Linked DNA regions of Drosophila melanogaster: region 1 is linked to region 2. Evidence: chromatin contacts called from public HiChIP or PLAC-seq data. All regions are on one chromosome and are shown on one strand. Each heading gives the region's core, a stretch centred on a gene start, on an enhancer-like site or on the middle of the called end of the contact. The rest is flanking DNA. Distances are from core to core; before and after follow the strand shown.

The links. HiChIP or PLAC-seq counts read pairs in DNA pulled down with a chosen protein or histone mark.
Region 1: a contact with region 2 is called in an H3K27ac HiChIP or PLAC-seq map of the Kc167 cell line, with 3 times the contacts expected there. The contact joins the promoter of Unc-76 here to the promoter of Atf3 in region 2.

The regions. Positions count from the first base shown.
Region 1 is chrX:2,078,067-2,083,293 of dm6, reverse strand. Unc-76 (Uncoordinated 76) reads right to left here and starts at 2,684. Exons shown (of 5, transcript NM_001272243.1): 1 at 1,635-2,684. The coding sequence starts at 2,188. CG16903 reads left to right here and starts at 2,889. Exons shown (of 3, transcript NM_130624.3): 1 at 2,889-3,579; 2 at 3,650-4,462; 3 at 4,520-4,951. The coding sequence starts at 2,996. The coding sequence ends at 4,805. CG4025 reads right to left here. Exons shown (of 4, transcript NM_130623.3): 4 at 4,839-5,227. The coding sequence ends at 5,221.
Region 2 is chrX:1,272,505-1,277,849 of dm6, reverse strand. Atf3 (Activating transcription factor 3) reads left to right here and starts at 2,566. Exons shown (of 5, transcript NM_138988.4): 1 at 2,566-3,424.

The DNA of each region.
Region 1 (5,227 bases), core at 1,435-3,934, 810 kb before region 2:
AAACAATAGATCATAGATCATGTGTGCAGGGTGCAGCTTAGCGATTGCCCACTGTGTGTTTATTTATTTGCACAGGATGTGAGTGAGTATTCGCACTCGTAAGCACACACACACACATGGACCGCGGCACTATGGGCAGCTCGATCATTTTTCTGGCCCAAATTAATAAATCCAGAACGGGGAGAGATATTAAGATGATTTTCTTTGCATAGGGTTATACTAGCACATATCTTTTATGACTTTATGACTTTGACTTATGACTTTCTCACAAAAATATTTTAGTAAGACGACTTATATTTTTCCGGTATTAAAGGGACAACACGATTTTTTTTTGGTAGTTTGGCAGTCACAAACACATAATACAAGCCACACTGAATACAACTAATTTTGCAGAATAAAAAAAAACGCTTTGGTTTAAAAGATATTAAAATATTTATATCGATGGAAAAGCTTGTCGTTGCAGACCTTTTTTTGTGCGTGCAACAGCTGATTTCTTTGTTGTGTCGCCATCTATACTTATTTCTGTTATGCAGAACTAAACATTAGTCAATTATAAATGCATGCATTTAATATTATCTTAATCGAACGACTTTCATAAAATGGGTTTAGGCAAAAAAAAAAGGGGGTACATTTCCCATAGTGCGCTGGTGTGCACGCGATTATCAAATTTATGGCTGATGTCAGCCGAGAGGGAAAGAGAGGGAAACACATCTATACAGTATTATTGTTTTCCCTTCTCGTTGGACTTGCATTCCACGTCGGAGTCGAATCTCTGAAGCCAGCCCCTTCACCACCCTCTACTTTCGTATCCATAGCCATAGTCAAGTCCACCCGAAACCCCTTCCCGCCTCCCTGGCAAATGCTCTGTGAAGTGTTTATCTGGCGAATGGACGTAATATGATTTATTGCCCCCACTTTCTATGATTGCCGCTTCCTTGACATAAGTGGATCAGCGTTACAATGGGATAAACCACGGCGGTGGTACCACTGCCAGCGACATTGGGCGCCCAGTTGCATCCGAGGCAAAGCGCAACAGTCTTCGACAACCCACATGAAAACATCGAGCAGCGAAAACTCCTGGCACTTTTATCGATCCAACAAAAAAGCACTAGCCAACCGTCACCAACCACCCATCACCCACCCCTCGGGCGGTTCGGGCAGGATTACGTCGTTATGTGGCGCCTGGGCTGGAACAGACAGCCAGGGAGCGTAGCGGAGCGGGGTGGGATCAGGGGTCAGGGGTTACGGGGTAGCGGTCCGAGCTCGGAGCATGCGCACTCAACACCCCCAGCGTCGCAATAGACACGAAAGCAGAAAACAGCACTAAAACGCAAAACATTGCAAAATGCAGTTTACATAACTATAGGATTGGATTGTATCATGCGGCATCCTTACTACGGCACTTCCATGGACTGTTGGGGTTACATGATGTAGCTCTACCAAAAGCCACCCCCAATGTTCCCAATCTATAAGTGGTTATAGCATGACATCAGACATTTGGAAAAAAAATAACCCAATGCCTCGTTTCAAATTAAAATTTGCCAACTTTTAATCTGGTAATACGGGAAAGCAGTCTCCCATTACTTATTTACAAAAATCAAACCCTTAACTTAAAGGAATGTTGGTTTACTTACTGGCATTCGTTCATGATCTCCTCCTGGCTGCGCACCTGCACCGGAGCCAGCTCCTCGACGTTCTCTTCGTAGTTGCCGAAACACTTGGTTATCTTTTCGTCGAACGTATTGACCAGATCCTCCAGACTTCCGCCGAAGGTCTCCGTGAAGTTGTCCACATGGTCGCCGACGGCCAGGGAGCGCTTCTCCAGACCGTCCAGACCAACGCCGGCTCCCTCGCCCGGCACCAATCCCACATCGGACAGGCCGATTTCAATAAGCGACCCACCCTGGAGCGTGTTGCAATTGGGGCTAATGGAGCCAGCTCCTCCTCCCACTACTCCTCCTCCGTTCTTGCTCACGTGCGCATCGCGTACAGCATCCTCTAGGAGCCGCAGCTTGGTGGCATCCGGCTTGCCGCCGGCGGAGGAGTCCTTCAGATTCAGGTTGAGCGTGTCGTTTATGGCATTCTGACTCGAGATGAAGTCGCAGCCGCCCCACTCGTCCGTTTCCTCGAACTTTGCCAATGGAGCCTCGAATTTTAGCTCGGCCATTTTGGTGCCGAGGTCACGCATGGCACGCGCAAAAGATTCTCTCAAGGATTCGGCGGAGTCCCCTTCCGATTCCGATTCAGACTCCGATTCCGTTTGGTCTTTGGGGGCAGTCGTCGCTTGCGTGCTTCCCTTTTCTTCCCTTAGAAAACAAGTTCCTCTGACTTTTCCGGGCTGGCTGCAAAAACTTTGCAACCCCTAATTCGGCTGTTTGCTTGGGGGGTTGAGCGGGGCTTTCGGCGGGGAAAATGCCCCGGAATACGAAACACGGAACACTCGACTCCGTAAAACTGCGGTTCGGACAATTCCAATTGGATTTATTCCGCTTGCCCAGCGCTCGATTTTCTGGCTGTTTGTTTGATCCACTGATCTGCTCACGAGCACACTAAACACCAAACAAAAAAGAAATAAATCACACTTGCACTTAGACGCGGCTGATTATAATGTTTTCTTTCTACAATTTGCGTTTCTGCGACCAGCCAGCGAACCGCTTACCTTCACAACTAATTTCGACTGAGAGTGGTGTGACCATAAACGGAAGACCACCAAATACCGTTTTAGGTGATATTTAGTACATTTGTCTGTTACAAAATATGGCAACGCTGGTGTAGTCGATGCACCCACCACCCCTTATTTAGACACAAACCATATGGGATTTCTAAACGCTTGTGGTATAATTTAGGAAATTATTGACATCAATTCGGTGGCAGGGCCGACGATAACGATTTAGTATAAAAGCACGCCTGTTATCGGCTAAATTTACAAAAAAAAAGGGAAAATTAAAAAATTAAAACACTTAAATAAACGCTTTCCTGGGTTAACCGCGCACGAATGGCCACCCGTGGGGCCGGCTCGACTGTGGTCCACACGACGGTGACAGCGCTGACGGTGGAGACGATCACCAATGTCCTGACCACGGTGACTTCGTTCCATTCGAACAGCGTCAACATTTCGAACAACAACAGCAGCAGTGGAGCGGCCCCGGGGGCGGATGCAGCTGGCGGCGATGCAGGGGGCGTGGCAGCGGCTCAGGCGGACGCCAACAAGCCTATCTATCCTCGGCTCTTTAACCGCATCGTGCTGACGCTGGAGAACAGCCTCATTCCGGAGGGCAAAATCGATGTGACGCCATCCAGCCAGGATGGACTGGACCATGAGACGGAGAAGGACCTGCGCATACTGGGCTGCGAGCTTATTCAGACAGCCGGAATTTTGCTGCGCTTGCCGCAGGTTGCCATGGCCACCGGCCAGGTGCTGTTCCAGCGCTTCTTCTACTCGAAGAGCTTTGTGCGGCACAACATGGAGACTGTGGCCATGAGCTGCGTGTGCCTGGCGTCCAAGATCGAGGAGGCGCCGCGCCGCATTAGAGACGTGATCAATGTGTTCCATCACATCAAGCAAGTGCGGGCCCAAAAGTAAGTGCTTCTCCTGACAATCCAAGCATCTAACACCCAATAAACACTTATTGCTTATATTGTTCCGTAGGGAAATCTCGCCCATGGTGCTAGATCCTTACTACACGAACCTCAAGATGCAGGTGATCAAGGCCGAGCGGCGCGTCCTCAAGGAACTGGGCTTCTGTGTACACGTGAAGCATCCGCACAAGCTGATCGTGATGTATCTGCAGGTGCTTCAGTACGAGAAGCACGAGAAGCTGATGCAGCTCTCCTGGAACTTCATGAATGACTCGCTGAGGACGGACGTTTTTATGCGCTACACACCAGAGGCGATTGCATGCGCCTGCATCTACCTGAGTGCCCGCAAGCTCAACATACCTCTGCCCAACAGCCCGCCGTGGTTCGGCATTTTTCGGGTGCCCATGGCGGACATTACGGATATCTGCTACCGTGTGATGGAGCTGTACATGCGTTCCAAGCCGGTGGTGGAGAAACTGGAGGCGGCCGTGGACGAGCTGAAAAAGCGGTACATTGATGCGCGCAACAAAACGAAGGAGGCAAACACACCGCCGGCTGTAATCACCGTGGATCGGAACAATGGCTCGCACAATGCGTGGGGTGGCTTCATCCAGCGTGCTATCCCACTGCCCTTGCCATCGGAAAAGTCGCCGCAAAAGGATTCGAGGTCACGCTCGCGATCCAGGACGCGCACCCATTCGCGGACACCTCGCTCCCGATCACCCAGGTCCAGGTCGCCTAGTCGCGAGCGCACTAAGAAGACCCACCGCAGTCGATCCTCCCGCTCGCGCTCCCGTTCGCCGCCGAAGCATAAGAAAAAGTCACGTCACTACTCGAGGTCGCCCACGCGCTCCAATTCGCCGCACAGCAAGCACAGGAAGTCGTATGTACTCTAACGGTTTAGGAACTGGGTGGACTTATTAGCACTTATTCCTTTCAGGAAATCCTCGCGAGAACGCTCTGAATACTACTCCAAGAAAGATCGGTCTGGAAACCCAGGCAGTAGCAATAATCTAGGTGATGGCGACAAGTATCGCAACTCCGTCTCCAATTCCGGCAAGCACAGTCGGTACTCCTCCTCCTCGTCGCGTCGGAACAGCGGTGGTGGTGGAGACGGAAGAAGCGGAGGAGGAGGTGGTGGCGGCGGTGGAGGCAACGGGAACCACGGCAGCCGAGGGGGGCACAAGCATCGGGATGGCGATCGCTCCAGGGATCGCAAGCGCTAGTGATTGATAGACAAGCGAGACAAACACTCCCTTATATTTAATTGCTCTTTATTTTACAAATTTACAGATTATTTCTACCGATTTAGTAATGCTAATGTGTATTGAAAAAACGAACGCGGGTAAACAATAAATGTAACTCTTCAATCAAAAAGCATTCTGTCACTTCGAACTACCCGATCCCAGTCTTTGGGAAACACTTTGCACATATCACAGCAATCCGACAGAGAAAGAGCACCGGAAAGAGAGGAAAGGCAGGCGAGAGGCCGCAGTGCACATCAGCCGCTCAGCACATCGTCCTCGAGGCCCGTGCTCTTGCCACCTTAGATTGTACTTAAAATGTTGAAGGTGAAGGAACCGCTGCCTACTTCAGACGCTGATCTCTACTATCTGATCTTCTGATCTATGAAGGTAAGCTCTAGATG
Region 2 (5,345 bases), core at 1,317-3,816:
AGCGACCTAGACACTCTTAATTGCTGTTAAGTTGATTTTTTATGGGTTTTGTTAGTGTGCAATGATTAATTCTATTTTGCATTTACATTTGTACATACATATATACAAATGAAGAGAGCGCACAGAAATAGTCGCTGGAAGTGATTAACCTCTGCTCTACACGAACCCCAGAAAGGGATTCACTGGACCTATCGGAGGATGTACTGGGTGTTACCCGGGTCGATTCCCCGAGAAGGCCCGTTCCTTGTTCCCTTACATAACACAATTCAGTAATTCATTAAGGCAAAGCTTTGGCTGTAAATGCGAGTGCAGCAACAACTGACAACTCAAATTGTCGTCCAGGGAGAGTTGGATGAGCGGGGAACCTAACCCCAACCCCAAGCCCGACTGCACACCCACACACGCACATGGCTGAGCTTCTCCCACTGCAGTTGCGAGGTGCGAACAGGCGCACAGCGGCCACAGAAACGTCGCTTGTAATCTTCGCTGTGCCCACTCGGTGTGGGAAAGCTACATATGCATGTATATGTATGGACGTACATACAAGTGCGGTCCACTCGGAGGCCGGTGGGTACTATGGCGCGCAAGTGACTAGCAGCAGTGTGGATGGGCTTGGTAGAAACAAATGTAAAATTTATGAATGTGTTCGCTTTTATGGAAATTTCAAGGACAAGCTATTAATGCCTAGTTTTGCTCGGTCACGAAAGAGAGTCCTATTGGATCGAACTCCACTGTGCTCCGCCAGGCACTTTCATTGGGGCAATTTTTGGCACGCTTCGGACGGCGCAGATGCTGCATCAATTTCCATATGCCACCGCACCACCGTTGCGAGCCCGAACCCCAATGCCTGCCAGTACCCCCGCAATACCAACCCGACGTCCATGTGCTCGCCCGCGCCGTTTGGCACTTTTTAATGCTCATTTTATTCCTTTATAAATTCGCTATTAGATGCCAACAGCGACGACGGCGAGATAGAACTTTTCTGTGTTGCTTCCAACACTCGTATTTTCTCAAAGCTGTTGTGGCTATTGCTATTGCTTTTGCTATTGTTGCTTTTGGCTTTATTGGAGCCCGCTGGCCAATCGGCGAGCAGGTGACGAGATCGTCGGCGAATGGGGTCCGCGTATGATGCGAGTCAGGCTCTATTTTTAGAACACACTGTACATTCAGGGGGCCGAAGGCGGACGAGTCCACACGAAGCGCCACGAAGCTTTCGCTTTTCGCCGCTCTTTCGGCGGTCGCGTGGAAACGTGAGTGGGACAAACAAAGTGAGTGAGGAACGGAACGGAATGACATGAAACATAAACACAGCCGGTTGGCAGTGCCCTCTCTCTCACCATCGGACTCTCTCTTTTCCTCTCTCTCTCTCTCTCTCGCCAGCAGCTTGAGCATTTGTTATTGTTTTCGTGTGCTATTGTAGCCGGCGTTTTTTGCCGGTGCTTAAATCTCAATCGGACATTTCCATTGCAAAGGCGATTGGATATTAAGAAATGGCCTTACACCTTCTTGCAACCCCTTCCACTTCTTCCTTTTGGCCAAGTTGAGCTAGTCACGTCTGTCTTTTGCCACCTTTTCATGCACCGTTAGCTGATAACCGATAGCCGATAACGGATAACGGTGGCTTCCTTATCACAGTCCATGAGCTGTGGACTTTTATGCAACAATTACATACGAGTATGTTAACAAATGTGTGGCTATAGGCCTCCTTAAATTTATTTCGATCGTGTAAGCCAAGCTCAGTTTTCAGATCGTGCAACTCAGTCGGTTGCGCATGCCTTCTAAGCTCCAAAGAGAGTGAGCGAAGGACTGAACATAAGCATTTTCAAGGTCACGGCGCCGCTGTCGACGTCGCTGCATTTGAAATGCTAGTGTGCATGAGTGTGCACAGCGATTCCGATTCCAAACGTTCCGCAAGTGACAGTGAAATGGGTGGCGTGGGAGGTGGTTAGTGTTTAGTGGCTGGTCGGTCACAAGATTCCCTGCTCAATGCGCCGGCTCAAAGGCAAAATGTACCATTTGATAAGTAGTCGTTGCTTCGCAAATTTCCCCACCTACCCAAATTCTTCTGCCTTCTTGGCCGAAGCTTTGTGGCTTTTGCTTTCGGCTCTGCTTCCAGACAAAAGCCGACTAGTGTAGAGCAGCCAAACACTCGCACTCGCACACATACGCGTTCAATTTTCGGATATCTACGCTACTGTTCCGTTTCCACTTCCAAAAGTCAGTTGCGTCCGATAATGAGGGGTTTTACATTTAGTACACTTGCTGTGGAATCTATGAACGCTGGGCGGATGTCGGTGTCCAATCCAAATGTATCTTGCAGATGTAAGGGATAACTCATCTTAACTGTATAATTGTTGAGTAATATTTCATCGTAGTTGCAATGTGTACATATATCAGTTTATATCGTGGCCATACCCCCTTGAGCATTCACCATGTGGATGTAACAACGCCCCTGGGCAATGTTTGTGGTGCGTTTGTTTATTTGTTTGCCGCAGCCCGTTGCCAATCGTTCCGCCGGTCCGTCGGGCCGTCAAAACGGCGCGTCGGTCGGTTGGCAGTGCTTCGCGTCAACCGGACTCGAACGCAACGCCGCCACAGCGAGCCGACGCTCCACCAACCCACCCTTTTCCGCTCCACCCCGTTTCACAGGCACAGCCACATCCACATCCACTGACACTGGCACTGCCGTTCTTATTAGATTTTATGGCGGCTCCGACTTAGAACACAAACAACAAGCACAAGCACAGCACATCGACGGTCGGTCGGTCGGCCGCGCCTTTGGCCGTTTCAGTTGCCATCCGTTTCTTCGTTCTCGCGCCGTTAGAATCGCACTGTGGCGCAGTCGCTCCTCTGCCGACGTCGCTGCCGCTGGCTGACTTATTGGCTTTAAGCGAATTTGAACGTCGCTCGAACTTTTATTCAACGTGTTGGATTCATCGTGTGAGCAACTCTGAATCGCTACAAATGCGCAGCGGAAACTAAAAACTGAAATACACAAACCAAAAACACAAATCGAAAATACAAAATCCCCCTTAAAAATACAAACTAAGCCCCCCAAAAAAAATCCGCGATACGCAAGTGTTAAATGCGATATTGAAGAAAAACGTACATAGTAATACATATAATTAATATCGCCTTAAAATCTAAGAGATTTAATAATATTTTTTTGAAGTGTTGAACCCATTAAGTGCTTTAAACGACAACAACAACAACAACTACCAAAATGCCTTGCAAAAGCATCACGCTTTAGTGGTACAAAACCAAGTGTTACAAGTCCCCCCACCCTTTTCGCAAAGACCCCATTCAAAACTGATAGCAAGGGAGGCCCAAACAGGTGTCCGCCTGCCGAAAGGCCAACGAAACGCACCAGCGACAATCAGATGGGCAGAACTGCTCTTGGAGCGAGAGAGAGATTTTCCAGCAGGTGAGACACTGAACCCTAAATTATCCACCTCGACCCTGCCCCAAGTACGTGACTTTCCTCACACATTTGCGCACACTATCGCAAACTGACCGCAAGCAAACAAGGTCTTCGATCCCCCAAACGATATTGCCATCTCTCGTGACTAGAAAAGTTTCCCCGATTGAGGGAACAGTGACCAAAGGTCCCTTGCTGGTCAGGGTGGAGTTCGCGAAGACGTAACACCCATTGAAATCCCCACGAACCTGAATACATTCGTCGGGAATACTCAACTCAAGTACCCACATATCGTTTTGGATTTCGCATTTCACCGATTCATTGGCTCTATTGATAATGAAAGTAAATACGAGCGAGGTATTCGTTGCGCGTAGAATCATTCATTTCTTAATAACCACACTAAAAGACAACTCATTGATTGAACTCCGAAGATGTTAGTTTGTAATGAATGATAGATAGCACAGACATGAGTTTTTATTTCCCATTTTAGTAGACCAGATAAGGCGTGGGTAAAGTGTGAAACATATTCAATCAAATATCCAAATGCTAAATACAAAATGTGCAAGCAATTTCACCGAAGAAGGCACACAGGCACTGGGGCTAACAGGTGTTTTCCCTCTTTCATCCGTTCGCTGGCTTTTATTAATCAGCTGCTGTGCTGCAGGCGCACACAGATTCGCACACGTGCACAGGCAGTCGCAGATAGCCAAATGCTATAGATACAGATACAGCCATCGCCAATTGGATTTATGGACAATTTGGCGAAATATTTTGCCGCCCTCCCTTGCATGATGCATTCATTAATAAATGTTTTTTTTTATGTTCAACCCCGGCCATTACTGCCCCACCCTGCCAAGTGGTGTACTGGCGGACTAGTCGCCACCCCTTTGGAATTCTGGCCTCGCAATCCGAAGGACTTATCCCAAATCGTGTTGCCAGTTGCGCATTTTATCGCCAGCAAATTTATGCCATAGAATTGCGGAATATGCCACACCCCAGTCTGGGGCAACCCCCTCGTTGGATATGGGGGGTTGTGCCAAAGGACTGCCCCATGTACAGTGCGTACAATGTGCACGCTCTGTGCCACAGAGTCACAGAGCCACGGAGCGAGTGCCAGTGAATGAGCGATGAATGATGCCCATTGTTGGCAGTTCGCTACAACAGCCGACAGTCGAAGACGCAGTAGATACAGTAACTGTCAAAGGGGGAGGAGGAACTGGCTGGGAGGGGTCTAATGTTCCAAAAAAGAAAAAAAAAATGAAAGAAAAACAGAACCAAGATGTTTGGGACATGTGTGATCACTGAAAAAAAATCAATGGGCCTTGTATTATTATTGTTAATTGTATTCATCTTGTATTCACTTCATACAATGATGAAATAAGTTATTAGGCATTTTGTTTTTTAATTAAACACATTTAGAGCTAAAAGAATGCACAGTTTTCTTCTGGCCCTTGAGCCATTTTTCCGAGTGTCTGAGATCCACTTCTGTTCACAAAAGAGAGACAGCTGGAAAGACAGTCGGCTAACGCCCAAATGGCGTTTTAAGCACATAGTGCGCATTAATGAACCCCGGACTGAAGCTGGAAGTCTGGGAGTTGGGCTTAGTTTATGGCCTTGCCAGCCAACGAAACGGAGCCGCCGAGCAGCCAACCATATAGCATATACATATGTACCATCCATGCCATCCCAATCCCAATTTTCAGCTAGTCAAGTCAGTCGCTGCCATCCCCGAATACGAATACAAAATCCATTCGATGCGAGCGGAGGTAGCTGTCAAAAGTTGCGGCGAGCGACACAAAACTGTCAGGCGTTTTCGTGAATAATTTCCACAAAAACGTATGAATGCAAGCACATGTGTGCTCCCAAAGCAATGAAAATTGTCACCGCAAGCAAATACAAATACGAGAACCCCCTCGAGTCCCCCTCG